Regions from separate parts of the Sus scrofa genome. Here region 2 is linked to region 1. The links are chromatin contacts, called in public Hi-C maps. All regions are on one chromosome and are shown on one strand. Each heading gives the region's core, a stretch centred on a gene start, on an enhancer-like site or on the middle of the called end of the contact. The rest is flanking DNA. Distances are from core to core; before and after follow the strand shown. Region 1 holds the start of TP53INP1 (tumor protein p53-inducible nuclear protein 1). Region 2 holds the start of LOC106510020.

Region 1 (6,378 bases), core at 1,253-3,752:
CGATCCCTGGCCTTGCTCAGTGGGTTAAGGATTCAGCCTTCCCATGAGCTGTGGTGTAGGTCACAAATGTGGCTCGGATCCTATGCTGCTGTGGTGTGGTGTAGGCCAGCAGCTGCAGCTCCCATTTGACCCCTAGCCTGAGAACCTCCATAAGCTTTGGGTGCGGCCCTAAAAAGCAAAAAAAAAAAAAAAAAAAAATCCCCCAAATTCTGCTTTATGGTGGTCAATCTGTACCCTGTGGGCCTTTCTCTTGTTTAGCTTCGTGTTTCGGTTACCTATTGCTGTTTTGAAAACCACCCTCACATTTAGGGCCTTAAAACAAGATTTATTTGCTCACAATTCTGCAATTTTGGCTCATCTCTGTTCCATGTGGTGTCGGCTGGGCTTGGACCTCCCTAGAGAGCTTTTTCACTCAAAGGTGTGGTTCCTCAGCTGAGATAGGCTGAACATCTAGACGTCTTTTTCCATGTGATCTGTCCACATAGCCTGGACTTCCTTACAGGATGGTGGGCTCGTCTTAAGTGGCGGCTGACTCTCCCCACAGTACAAAGCAGAAGCTGTCAGGCTTGCTTAAGGTCTGGTCTTGGAAGACCTAGGGAATTATTTTTGCCACATTCTATTGGTCAAAGCAGTCACAGGGCCAACCCAGATTCAAAGGGAATAAAAAAAAAAAGAGACTTCACTTCATGACAAAGGAGATGCTGTTGTGACCATCTTCAGAAACATCATCTTACATTGCATTGCTTTCTCTATCATAACAAGGAATTGTATACTTTCACATTTTGCCTTTAATCTTATCAAGGTGGACGAAGGTAGGTCTTAATGTGACCTTTTAAAAGCCTTGGAGTTCCCGTCGTGGCTCAGCAGTAATGAACACAACTCATTGCCATGAGGACCCAGGTTCAATCCCTGGCCTCGCTCAATGGGTTGAGGATCCAGTGTTGCCATGAGCTGTGGTGTAGGTCACAGAGGTGGCTCAGATCTGGCATTGCTGTGGCTCTGGCACAGGCCGACGGTTACAGCTCTGATTCAACCCCCTAGCCTGGGAACTTTCATATACCACAGGTGCGGCCCTAAAAAGAAAAAAGAAAAAAAATTAGAGCCTTAAAAGGATCATCATGCCTTGATTCTGAATGGGAAGATGATCTCTCCATGAATTCCTAAGAAGAAACAAGAGACTATGGGGCTCCTAATGTAGTAATGACACTTGAGAGGATATATTAGGATGAGCCTCGTTTGCCAAAAAAACTAAAATCCAAGTTAAAGTCTTGTTCTACTTTCTGAGAATGGCCCTCGAATTACAGTTATTACTCTTGGGGGTCAGACAATCCCCTGTACTTTGATTTTCACCCTTTAAAACCAGGATTGTTGGAAACAGATTGATGACAGGATGTTTGTGAGGGCCAGAATGTGAGTCTTTCAGAATACTGTAATGTATCAGACACCTGTTGAGGGTATATAAATTTAACCTTGGGAACCACATCTCAGGCCAAACAAGATCCACCATAAGAGTGGAGATACATCAAAATAACTTCCTTGCCTTGGCCAGACAGTTAATCCATCAACATATGTACACAGCTTTGGTTTGGAAAGTATTTTCAAGCCCACTGTCTTATTTTCTTCTCACTATAAATAGTGAGCCCGCCTGTAGGTTGAATCTTGAGCCTGTGGGCCAGTTCAGTCAGGTCCCAGTATCAGTTACCACAGCGAGATGGGGCCTGGCTCCTTGTCCTAAAAAGAAGGTTGGGGAGTTCCTGTTGTGACACAGTGGAATTAAATCCACATCATGAGGATGTGGGTTCAATCCCTGGCCTCGCTCAGTGGGTCGGCGATTCTGCATTGCTGTGGCTGTGGTGTAGACTGGCAGCTGTAGCCCCAATTTGACCCCTAACCAGGGAATTTCCATATGCCCCATGGATGTGGCCCTAAAAAGAAAAAAAAAAAAAAAAGATATTGGGTGGGCGGCATTCCTATACCTGAATCTAAACTTTCCTTCCAAAGAAGGCCAAAAGGTTAGGTGGCCCTGCCTTAGCACCACGTCCACGATTTTACCCGTATACTGGCCTGAAGTGGTCTCTTGGGATCTTCGTCTCCATCACTCTCAACGTCCCTGATTTTCCCCTCACAGCAAAAAAAGCTTTGTGAGCCTTTGTACCCCAAACACTCGGCCTCTCACTTGGCCAAAGGGTCAGCTGAGGTCAGGGCTCTTCCTCTCGCCCATCGGTTCCAGTTGTCTTCACACTCCTGCAGGTTCCCATTTCGGTTCAGCCCCAGCCCTTCCTCTGTTCTCTCCCAGTCGCCCCAGTGCCAGCCCCCATCGCACCCCCACCCCTGCTCCCTCCCTTCCGCTCGCCCCCCTACTCTCCCATCGGCGCCCGGGCTTTGTTGCCCGGGCTTGTTTCTAACTCAAGAGCGTCGGCCGGCTGGGCGCCAGGTCACGTGCGTTAGTGACAACCTCTCGCAGGGCGGCCCCGGGGCCCCAGCGCCGCCGATTGGTGGGCCGGGGCTGGCGCGGCCCCGGGGCGGGGCGGCCGGGCGGGCGCAGCGGCTGATCAGCTGTTCCGAGGCTGCACAACAACAAAAGGAGCGAGACGGGCCGGCGGCGGCCAGCGGTGTGGCCACAGGAAGGCTGGACCGGCCCCGAGCCCCGCGCCCGTCGTCCGGGAGCCGCAGCTACCTCAGCCGCCCCGAACCGCCAGCGCGCCGGTCCCCGCCGAGCCCCGCCAAGCCGGGTGCCCGCTGCCTTCGCCGCCGTCCCGCCGCAGGTCGGGCCCAAGTAAGTGCGGGCGGGGCCGGCGTCCAGGGCCGCCTGCTCCCCGCCGCCCCGCTGCGCTGCCTGGTCCGCGCGCCCTGCCCTCGGGCCGGCTCGCGAGCAGCCGTCGGTGCGCTCCCGGCCTTCGCTGCCTCTGCAGCCTCCGCGGGCTGGACGCCCACCCCCTCGGTGGACCCTCGGCGGACCTGGGGTGCGGGAGGAGGCGGCCGTGCGGACATGGACCGGCCAAGCCCGGGCGTGGGGCGGCGGTTGGGTGTTTGGTTTCTGCCTCCTCCCCCGAGCGTGGCCTGTTTTCTTGGCCTCGGCGGGACCTCCTCTCTCCTCCTCCTCCTCCTCCTTACTCCCTTCCACATCTCCTCCTCCTCCTCCTGCCCTCCGCTGTCGGACGGGGGCTGTCCGCTTGGGACTCGGCTTCGGAGCCCCGGGGTCCGGAGGAGCGAACGCGGCCGCCGCCCGGGGACGTAGCTCTCCAGTTCCGCGGCGCTGCGGCCGCCGCCCCGCCAGCAACCCTCCCAGCGCTGGGTCGCGCTCGGTAGTGCAGCGGCTCCGGGAATCTTACCTGGAGACCTTAGGGTCCTCCTGTCCTTTGCGTGTCCCTTGACCCTGCCTGACCTTACACATCACCTTTTGAGGTTGCACCTGTGGAAAGAGTTTACTTGCCCATCAGAATTAAAATCCTCATCGTTTTGATCACTCCCGCTGATTGAGTGCTTATTATGTGCCATATACTGTGAAGGGCTTAACCTGCCTTATCCCAATTGATTGCCACAGTAATCCTATGAAGTAGGCTATATTATCTTATGGATAGGAAATTTGAGGCCCCAGAGAGATTAAGTAACCTACTCAAGGCCACACAGCCAGTTAAAAGGACATGGTGTTTCTTTTTAGTAGTTGCAGATGAATTTTATGTGGGGATTCCTTATTTTTATTGTATTTCCTAATTACATCTGCTCATTATCTTCTGAGTTAATTCCAATTTAGAGTAGATAGGGACACCCCCCCCCCACGCCACTTCCATCATTCAGAAAAGAGCCTTTTCTGAATACAAAGTAGTTTGGGGAAAGGGGAATGGAAAGTGAACAGTTAATAATCAGGTGCCCCAAGATCTTCAAATCACTTGTTTGCTAAGTGAAATGTATTTTTTCATTGCAAATGTGAAAATTCCTGGGAAGCGTTTGGTTTTAAATCACAGCCACTATAATCCTGAACCAGCAGCATAATTGTCTAAGACTCCTGCTTGGAATCAGGACCTTACTAATTTCCATGACCAAGGTCTCATTTGTTTTTGTATCCTATCTTTTGTTCCTTTTCTGTGAATACTTCATTGATTGCTTCCTCATCGTTCTCTTGGAAATGGCTCCACTTTCAAAACTAAAGGTTAACAGGCTATGAATTACCACTTATTGCTGTCTTTGTCCACTGTCATTCAGCCTTTGGGCCGACCCTGGTGGATCCCAGGGAGAATAACCCCCTTGTAGCTAGTGAAATAGGCTGAGTAGAGGGAAACAAGCAAAGACAACTTTCTTGGCTTCGTTTTTCTACAGTTTAAAATTGATTCAAAATTACTTTGAATTAGCACATTTTTCTGAACTAGTGAGAGAGGGTGGAATAGAAAGATCATTTTGAGGCTGCTTTTTGATGATGATGATTTGTTCGTTTAGCCACCTGATATTTCGAAACTGTCAGTAAGCCACAGCTGTACCCATAGTTAGAAGTTAAATCATCAAAGTTGTGGGATTTTTTTTTTTTTTAATTTAAAATGTTGTTTTTGGAGCCTCCTACTGGCAACCAGAACCAACTGAAAAGTGCTGTTCCCTGAAGTTCATAAAGCCAGAGTTGAGGCTGAAAGAGCCTGAGAAATCCTGGGGTGCGGGTGGGGGGCAGCCTGGGAGCGAGGTACTCAGAACCAGACTTATGCTCTAATGCTGGTCCTGCCCCCTGACCAGCTCTGTTACTTTGGAGCAAATTACTTAATTTCTGAGCCTCAGTTTCTCTGTTAGTCAGATGGGACAAACAGATACCTCGAGTCTGTCACATGCAGTAAGCATTCAGTAAATTGTAGCTGTAAACATTTTACAGATAAAAACACTCAGACCCAAAGATGCTAAGTGACTAGATCACAGTCATCCAACTGGTTTGAAGTGAACTTGTAGTTAATATTTACTGGGTGCCTGCTGTATGTCAGACTCTCTTCTAAGTGATACATATTTAATCCTCATATTGGCACTGCCCTCCCCATTTTAGGGATGAGAAAACTGAGGCACCAAGAAGTTACTATATAAGTACACACAAGTCGTAAGGAGCAGAGTCAATATTTCAAACAGAGCAGGCTAATTCCAGAGTTGTGCTGCCTCTAGGTTGGTTGCTTGTCTCCAAAATGAGAAAATAAATCATACTAACCAGCTCTTCCAGACTGATAACTCCTTTTCTGAGTTCTCAAACTAGAATGCTCAACCCCATAAGTATGGAGCATTCCTACTCAAGTAATGTAAAAACATTGCTGATAAAATAATAAAGCAGGATACAAAGTTGTGCATGCATTAGTCTACAATTATAAAAAGAAGCATGTATAGAAGAAAATGTACACTATACTAACAATAATGGCAACAAAACGTAAAGAACTATTTTCCTTATTCATCTTCTAAACTTTCTGTAATGTGATTTGATTTGTTTTATAGTAAGACATTTTTAAGGGAGGGATGGAGGTTTTTTTGAGCCAAGCAGAGAAGGGACAGAGCTGCCTTCTTTATCTATTTATTTATTTATTTTTTTTTTTGTCTTTTCCAGGGCCACACCCACGGCATATGGAGGTTCCTAGTCTAGGGGTCGAACAGGAGCTGTAGCCGCTAGCCTACGCCAGAGCCACAGCAATGCCAGGTCGACACCACAGCTCACGGCAACACCGGGTCCTCAACCCACTGAGTGAGGCCAGGGATCGAACCCACAACCTCATGGTTCCTGGTTGGATTCGTTAACATCTGAGCCACCATGGGAACTCCAAGCTGCCTTCTTTAAATGCTGGGGCCCAGACACTGTTTCTCTTCTCCTTTAGAGTGAGATGGTGGAGCTTGCAGATGCCAGGAAGAACAGCAGTGCCACCCCACCAGGCTTGATTCCCCTACCTCTTTGCTGAATTCCAGAACTGTATTTGTAAATTTGTCCTGGTAGGCCTCTCTGGAATTTTCGCTTTAGTTTTATCATTGTCTCTGAGTTGCGAATATCAGAAAGTCAGCACTGTGTGGTGAGGAGTGAAGTCTGAAGTTCTGCTTTGCCTTTTAGCTCCACATAGAACCAGCTCCAGCCTCCATTCCTGGGCTGGAGCCAAGGTCAAGAGTAGCAGTGACTTGGTAGGGACATCAAGACATTAGATTTATCTGGAACAGCATTTGTCCAATAGAAAATATGTAATGTGAGCTATATATGTATATTTAAATTTTCTAGTAACCACATGAAAGGAAAAAGAAACAGGTGAAATTAATTTATTTTTTTCTTTTTAGGGCCACACCTGTGGCATATGGAACTGTCTGGGCTCGGGGTCAAATCGGAGCTGCAGCTGAGGCCTAGGGCACAGCCTTGGGAACACCAGATCCAAGCCACATCTGCAA
Region 2 (5,940 bases), core at 256-2,755, 92 kb before region 1:
ACGTGGATGGAACTAGAGACTCTCATACTAAGTTAAGTCAGAAAGAGAAAGACAAATACCATATGGTAGCACTTATATCTAGAATGTAATATATGGCACAAATAAACCTTCCACAGAAAAGAAACTCACCGACTTGGAGAAGAGATTTGTGCTTGCTGACAGGGGGTGGGGTGGGGGCGGGGGGGTGGAGTGGAGGGATGGACTGGGAATCTGGGATTAATAGATGCAAACTATTGCACTTAGAGTGGATAAGTAATGAGATCCTGCTCTATAGCACAGGAAACTATATCTAGTCACTTAGGATGGAACATGATGGAAGATAATGTTAGAAAAATAATGTATATATACATATGTGTGTGTATATGCGTGACTGGGTCACTGCTGTACAGTAGAAAACTGACGGAACACTGTAAACCAACTATAATGGAAAAAAACTTTTTTAAATCATTAAAATCAAAATTAAAAAAAAAAAAAGAAACTAAGCCATCCAACTCTGCAGTCAGACTCGGACTTCAGATGTGCCAGGTAACCTGATTCATTCAATTCTCTTCACAAATGACTAACAACGCTCCAAGGTGCCAGGCCTTTCAGATGTTACAGGAACAAAACTATCATCAAGATTCTGATTTTATAAGCTATTTTACCGAACTCAGGTAAATTCCCAAATCTCTCTAAATCCTGGTTTCCATGTCTGTTAAATGAGATAAACTTTATACTGTACTCATTGTACCCTTGCTTTGTGCCAGGCACTTTCTAAATGCTTTGATCCACATATCTTTAAGTGGTAGGTCTACACCTGTCTGTCACACCTTATAACGAAGATGAAATAAGTTATTTGTGAACTATTTTGCATAGTGCTTGACAGAAGGAAGAACTCCAAGTTAGCTACTGTTGTCATTAAAATCAGTTACTGGTCATTTCTCAAATTTTACAAAAGCTGTGCACGATTAGGTAAAAGCTAAGGTTCAGATAAGGTGACAGCCAGAGGAATTTTGCCACAATTTTGTCACCGGCGTGAAAGTTCTCGTTGCCACACTCCCCCCATACATCCCACCGGGGCCAACCCGAGCACACTCGCCGAGTGATGCGAGGAATGTGCAGGTCCGCTAGTCCAGGAGAGCTCGGAGGCCCACAGAGCCCACCAAGGCCCCTTCCAGCTGCTCCCCTACCTCCCACCAGGGGCAGACCCGGCTCGCTCACCGCAGCAGTTCCATGCAGTAGCGGTCCGTGCCCGAGGCACCCGATCCGCTCGCCGCGGCCACGCTTCGCCCTGACCCCGCGGACCCCGGCAGCCGCCGTGCGCGGGCCCACAAACCGCCGGGCGGCCGGCGGCGGCACAGGCCCGGAAGGCCAAGCCGTAGCGGGCCCCACGCCGAACCCAGCATGGAGGCGGCCATGACACCGACGCCGCGTGCCCTTTGACCCCGGGCTGTTGGCGCCCGGCCACGCCACGCCCCCAGCAGGTCCCGCCTAGCTTCTCCTAGTTGCTAGAAGGCGAACTGCGAATGCCACTCGGAGAAGAGCCAGGTGTCGCTGTGGTCCTCTACAAATGCGCCGCCGCCGCACTCCTCGGCCTTATAGGTTCCAGGAAAGCCCCGCCTAAGACGGATCTTGGCCTCTCCTCATCCCTTCCAGGTCCTTCTGAAGATATATTTATCAAGGTAGGAGGATAGAGAATAACTGACAGTTTACTAGCTTGATTTGCAAATTTTAAATATTTATTCACATGGTATGTGAGCCTTCTTTGGTACTCTTACACTCAGGCCCCTCAAATGTTACAGGTGGGTCTAGTTGCCACGAACTGACCTGGTCCAAGCCGGCAGCTGCCTGCCTCTCGATCTCAGTGACACCTCTTGCCTCCAGATTTGCTCAAACTTTTCTTGTTGCAGCCACGCAAGTTCTTTCTAAAATATACCTCTGATCATGACTCTTACCTGCTTGACACACTTTACTGCGTGTTGGGTAAAACCTTTCAAAGCCTGTTTTTACCTTTCAGCCCTACCCCTAACTATTAGCATTTGTAACTCCAGCTTAATTTTGCCCCTCAAACTGCACCTAAGAGCTAGACCTGGAGTCTGGACCTAAGAGCTCTAGCCAATTCACCCTGCTCTGATTTTACTTCCTGAGACTGCCTCTTTTCCGCTAATGCGGGACCTCAGTCCCTGCTGCATCTCTTTTTTTCCCTGGGCTTCTGTCCTTTAGCTCTGACAGTTACACACTAGTCTTTCTGATACCAAAGTTTAAAGCTCCATTAAAAAAAAAAAAAAAAATCACGTATCTACATCTCTACTTCTGGTCTTCTGCCTGTCTGGATTTTTCCATCTCAACATCCTACCTTTATTTCAAAGTCCTTATGTCTAAAAACCAAATCAAACTAACTAATCTTCTTAGTCTCTTCATTTTTCTGGCCACTGTCCCCCTTCTCATAACTAGGGGAAACATTATGGAGTCATCCTTTCATATTCATACCTAACTGGTGAGGTCATATCATTTTTTTTTTTCCATTCTGTGGCAGCATAGTTGGTATAGCACTACCTGGATTCATATTCTGGCTCTGCCTCCTATCTCTGTGACCTTAGGTGACAGACTTACTTTTTCTTATGCCTCAAATTCCTCTGCTATGAAATGGAAATAATAGTAGAACCTCTCTCATAAAGTTCTGTTGAGAATTAAATGAATTAATACATTTAAGGCACCTAAGGTAGTGCCTGGCCTATAAACAGCACTCAAAACAAGTCAACCATGTAGGAAAAACATATAGAAAGATAGTTTACAATAACCAAAAAGATTGCTGGGTACTCAATGGAACCTTAGACATTGTCCGCATTATCTAATTATGTGGGGTCTTTGTGCCTTTCATTGTCTTTGAACTATTTTACAATTCTGTAAGTGGTAGACTATTGACAATAATGCAAATTATTCTTGTCCATAAATATGCAAATTATATCCTTTGGTGAGCCATTTGATTATTGTCTGTTGGATACTGACCAGTTTTGCAAGTTTTCATATCTTTTAAGCAGATTTACTTAAGCATTCCTGACCGCCTGTGTAAGTCTAGTAGTTTGAATACTTCTTTGAATTGGTTGCAATATTTTACTGGTTCCCCCACTAACTAAAGAGTTCAATGAAATTTTTGACATATGTTGATTTTTACTTCTGTATGAGAGTCTTGACTGTACAGTTTTGTTAAAAATTATTTTTTTAACAGCTGTCATTAGTTATTATTAACTTCTCTTTTGTTTTATTTCTAATACCTAGTTTCACATCTTTCTGATGGGTCTGTTTCTTTTGTTTTATTGTCTCTAGGCCAGTCAATCTATATATATTAAAAAAATACAGCCATATCTAGTAATTCTAGTAATCATAAATGCATACTAAAAGTGTTATGAGCCTGAAGACAGAATTTCACTTAATGGCAATAGAGGAAAAATTAAGAACTTTTAAAATTATTCTATGGATAACACACTATCACCAGCTAACATTTATTGAATAGCTATTATTTGCTAATCTTTAATTAATTTTTTTGGAATTATGAGCACATGAAATGATTTCCTTAATGTAACTTCTTGGTATCAAAATAATTCCCTGGTGGCTCAGTGGGTTGAGGATCCAGCATTGTCACTGCTGAGACTCTGTTTACCACTGTGGCAGAGATTCGATCCCTGGCCCAGAAACTTCTGCATGCCGCAGGCACAGCCCCCCTCCCTCCACCAAAAAACCCCAGTATATTTGAAATATGTGTACACTTTTATTCAGTTAGCATTATAATTAAGAAGAAGCTCAGTGCTTAAACAGAAAATTAACTTTGAGAAATAAATGACCACATAAGTATGGTTTGTTAACTGGACTTTAGATGTTGTAGTTGCTTACTCTGTCCTCTTTGAGTATATGACTCTCTCCATGGTAATTATAACTGATCCATCTGTGTCATGAGATATAATAACGTTTGCTTCCAAGCTTTAGCCAATAAATATTGTCTCATGGTTCATTGCTATATTATAAAGAATTATGCATTATTGTTCCAGAATACTTCTCCACCTCTTATTTTTCCATGGCCTCTGGAAGTGAGTTTCATTCCTTATGTTAAGAGTCAGGCTAGCCTGTTGGCTTTTATATGACACCTTGAGTATCTAAAGGGTCTGAGAGGTTCTGCACCAAGACCACAGCTGGTTAAATCTCCCCACACAGGAATACTCCTCCAGCTTTGCCATGGAGTTCAGGGATCAGCTAACTTCTCATAAGTTCATTTTGTTTTTGTTACTTTTTGAAAAAAAATTTTGTTATAATTGATTTACAATGTTCTGTCAATTTCTGCTGTACCAGTTATATATGTGTGTATACACACACATACACACATACATTCTTTTTATCACATTATCTTCCATCATGTTCCATCACAAGTGATTAGATATAGTTCCCTGTGCTACCACCTGTGGCTCCAGTCCCCTCAGAGATCAGTACAGAGGAAGGTGCTGCAGTTGAGCCCCACCCATTGTTGCTCTTACTCCTCTGGGAACACACATGCCCTGCCACTGCCACTACGAAACACTCCCTGCACAGCCTACACTTGCCTGAGGGTCACTGCTACTTCCCAGGGCCCTGCAACTAGAAGCAACCAGTGCCACCTTCTGGCGGGTCCTTGTCACTGTCAAGGGTCCAGCAACTGGGCACTACTACCAGCCCTGCCCATTGCCTCCATCTCCCTGGAACCATGCACAGCACCCTATCAAGGGGATAACAGCCTGCACACACTGAGGAAAGAGACTGCAAGCATACAAACCAAAAGTAGCTCTCACACCAGAAATAAGTATTAAGCCCTCACAAAATACCCAGGGGCACTCTTGCATATAAATAGCTCTCCAGGACTATAGTAGTTGTTTTCCCTAAACTCACAAAATAAGAAAAAAATCTAAGCAGGAGTTCCGGTTGTGGCACAGCAGAAACGAATCCAACTAGGAACCATGAGGTTGCAGGTTCGATCCCTGGCCTTGCTCGGTGGATTAAGGATCCGGCATTGCCATGAGCTGTGGTGTAGGTCACAGACGAGGCTCAGATTCAGTGTTTCTGTGGCTCTGGCTTAGGCCAGTGGCTACAGCTCTGATTAGACCCCTAGCCTGGGAACCTCCATATGCCACGGAAAGCAGCCCTAGAAAAGGCAAAAAGACAAAAAAAAAAAAAAAAAAAAAAAAAAAAAAAAAGAAAGAAAAAAAAAAAGAAAAGAAAGAAGGAAAATATATTTGAAGAAAGTATGGCTGAAAACTTTACAAATCTAGAGGAAATAGCTATCAAGATACAGGAAGCACAGAGGGCCCCAAATAAGTTAAACCCAAACAGGCCCACACCATGACATATTATAATAAAAATGGCAAAAGTTCAGGCTAAAGAGAGGATTCTAAAGGCAGCAAGAGAAAATCAAAGCATTAATTGTAAGGGAACCCCCTTAAGGCTACTATCAGCTGATTTCTCTACAGAAACACTACAGGCCAGAAGAGAGTGGCAAGATAGATCCAAAGTTCTAAAAGGGAAAAATTTGCAGTCTAGAATACTCTACCCAGCAAGAATATCATTTAAAATAGAAGGAGAAATAAAGAATTTTTGCAACAAACAAAAACTAAAAGAGTGTAATACCAAACCCATTTTTTAATCTCATTAAAGGAAATTTGGAAAGTACTGGCAGATGTAGAAAAAACCATGCTAAAACCTGTAATTCAAATAATTACTGTTCACATTTTATATTTTCTTCCATACTTTTTTTCCATGCATAGGCTCTTTGCTTGTTTTTACACATGGCCTGTACACTGTAATTTGATTCCCTAACATGGTCATACACATTTTCTTAAGCCATTATTCCATTCATTTTGAAACATTTATTGGAAGTCTTCTCTCTGCCTGCCCTGTACCAGTTGCTAGGATTCCAGAGAGAACAAATACATATGCTCC

The links. A called contact is a pair of places that touch in the nucleus more often than the background predicts.
Region 2: a Hi-C map of embryonic fibroblasts shows a contact between it and region 1, with 4 times the contacts expected there. The contact joins the promoter of LOC106510020 here to the promoter of TP53INP1 in region 1. A contact is called at or near these places in 1 of 5 promoter capture datasets (liver), 33 of 47 Hi-C or Micro-C datasets (adipocytes, adipose tissue, alveolar macrophages and 16 more) and 2 of 2 datasets of contacts at active chromatin or transcription factors (alveolar macrophages and skeletal muscle).

What each region holds. Positions count from the first base shown.
Region 1 is chr4:41,745,152-41,751,529 of Sscrofa11.1, forward strand. It overlaps TP53INP1 (tumor protein p53-inducible nuclear protein 1), which reads left to right and starts at 2,503. Exons shown (of 4, transcript XM_001925224.6): 1 at 2,503-2,776.
Region 2 is chr4:41,654,257-41,660,196 of Sscrofa11.1, forward strand. It overlaps LOC106510020, which reads left to right and starts at 1,506. Exons shown (of 5, transcript XM_013996593.2): 1 at 1,506-1,661. NDUFAF6 (NADH dehydrogenase (ubiquinone) complex I, assembly factor 6) reads right to left here and starts at 1,426. Exons shown (of 9, transcript XM_001925041.6): 1 at 1,201-1,426. The coding sequence starts at 1,397.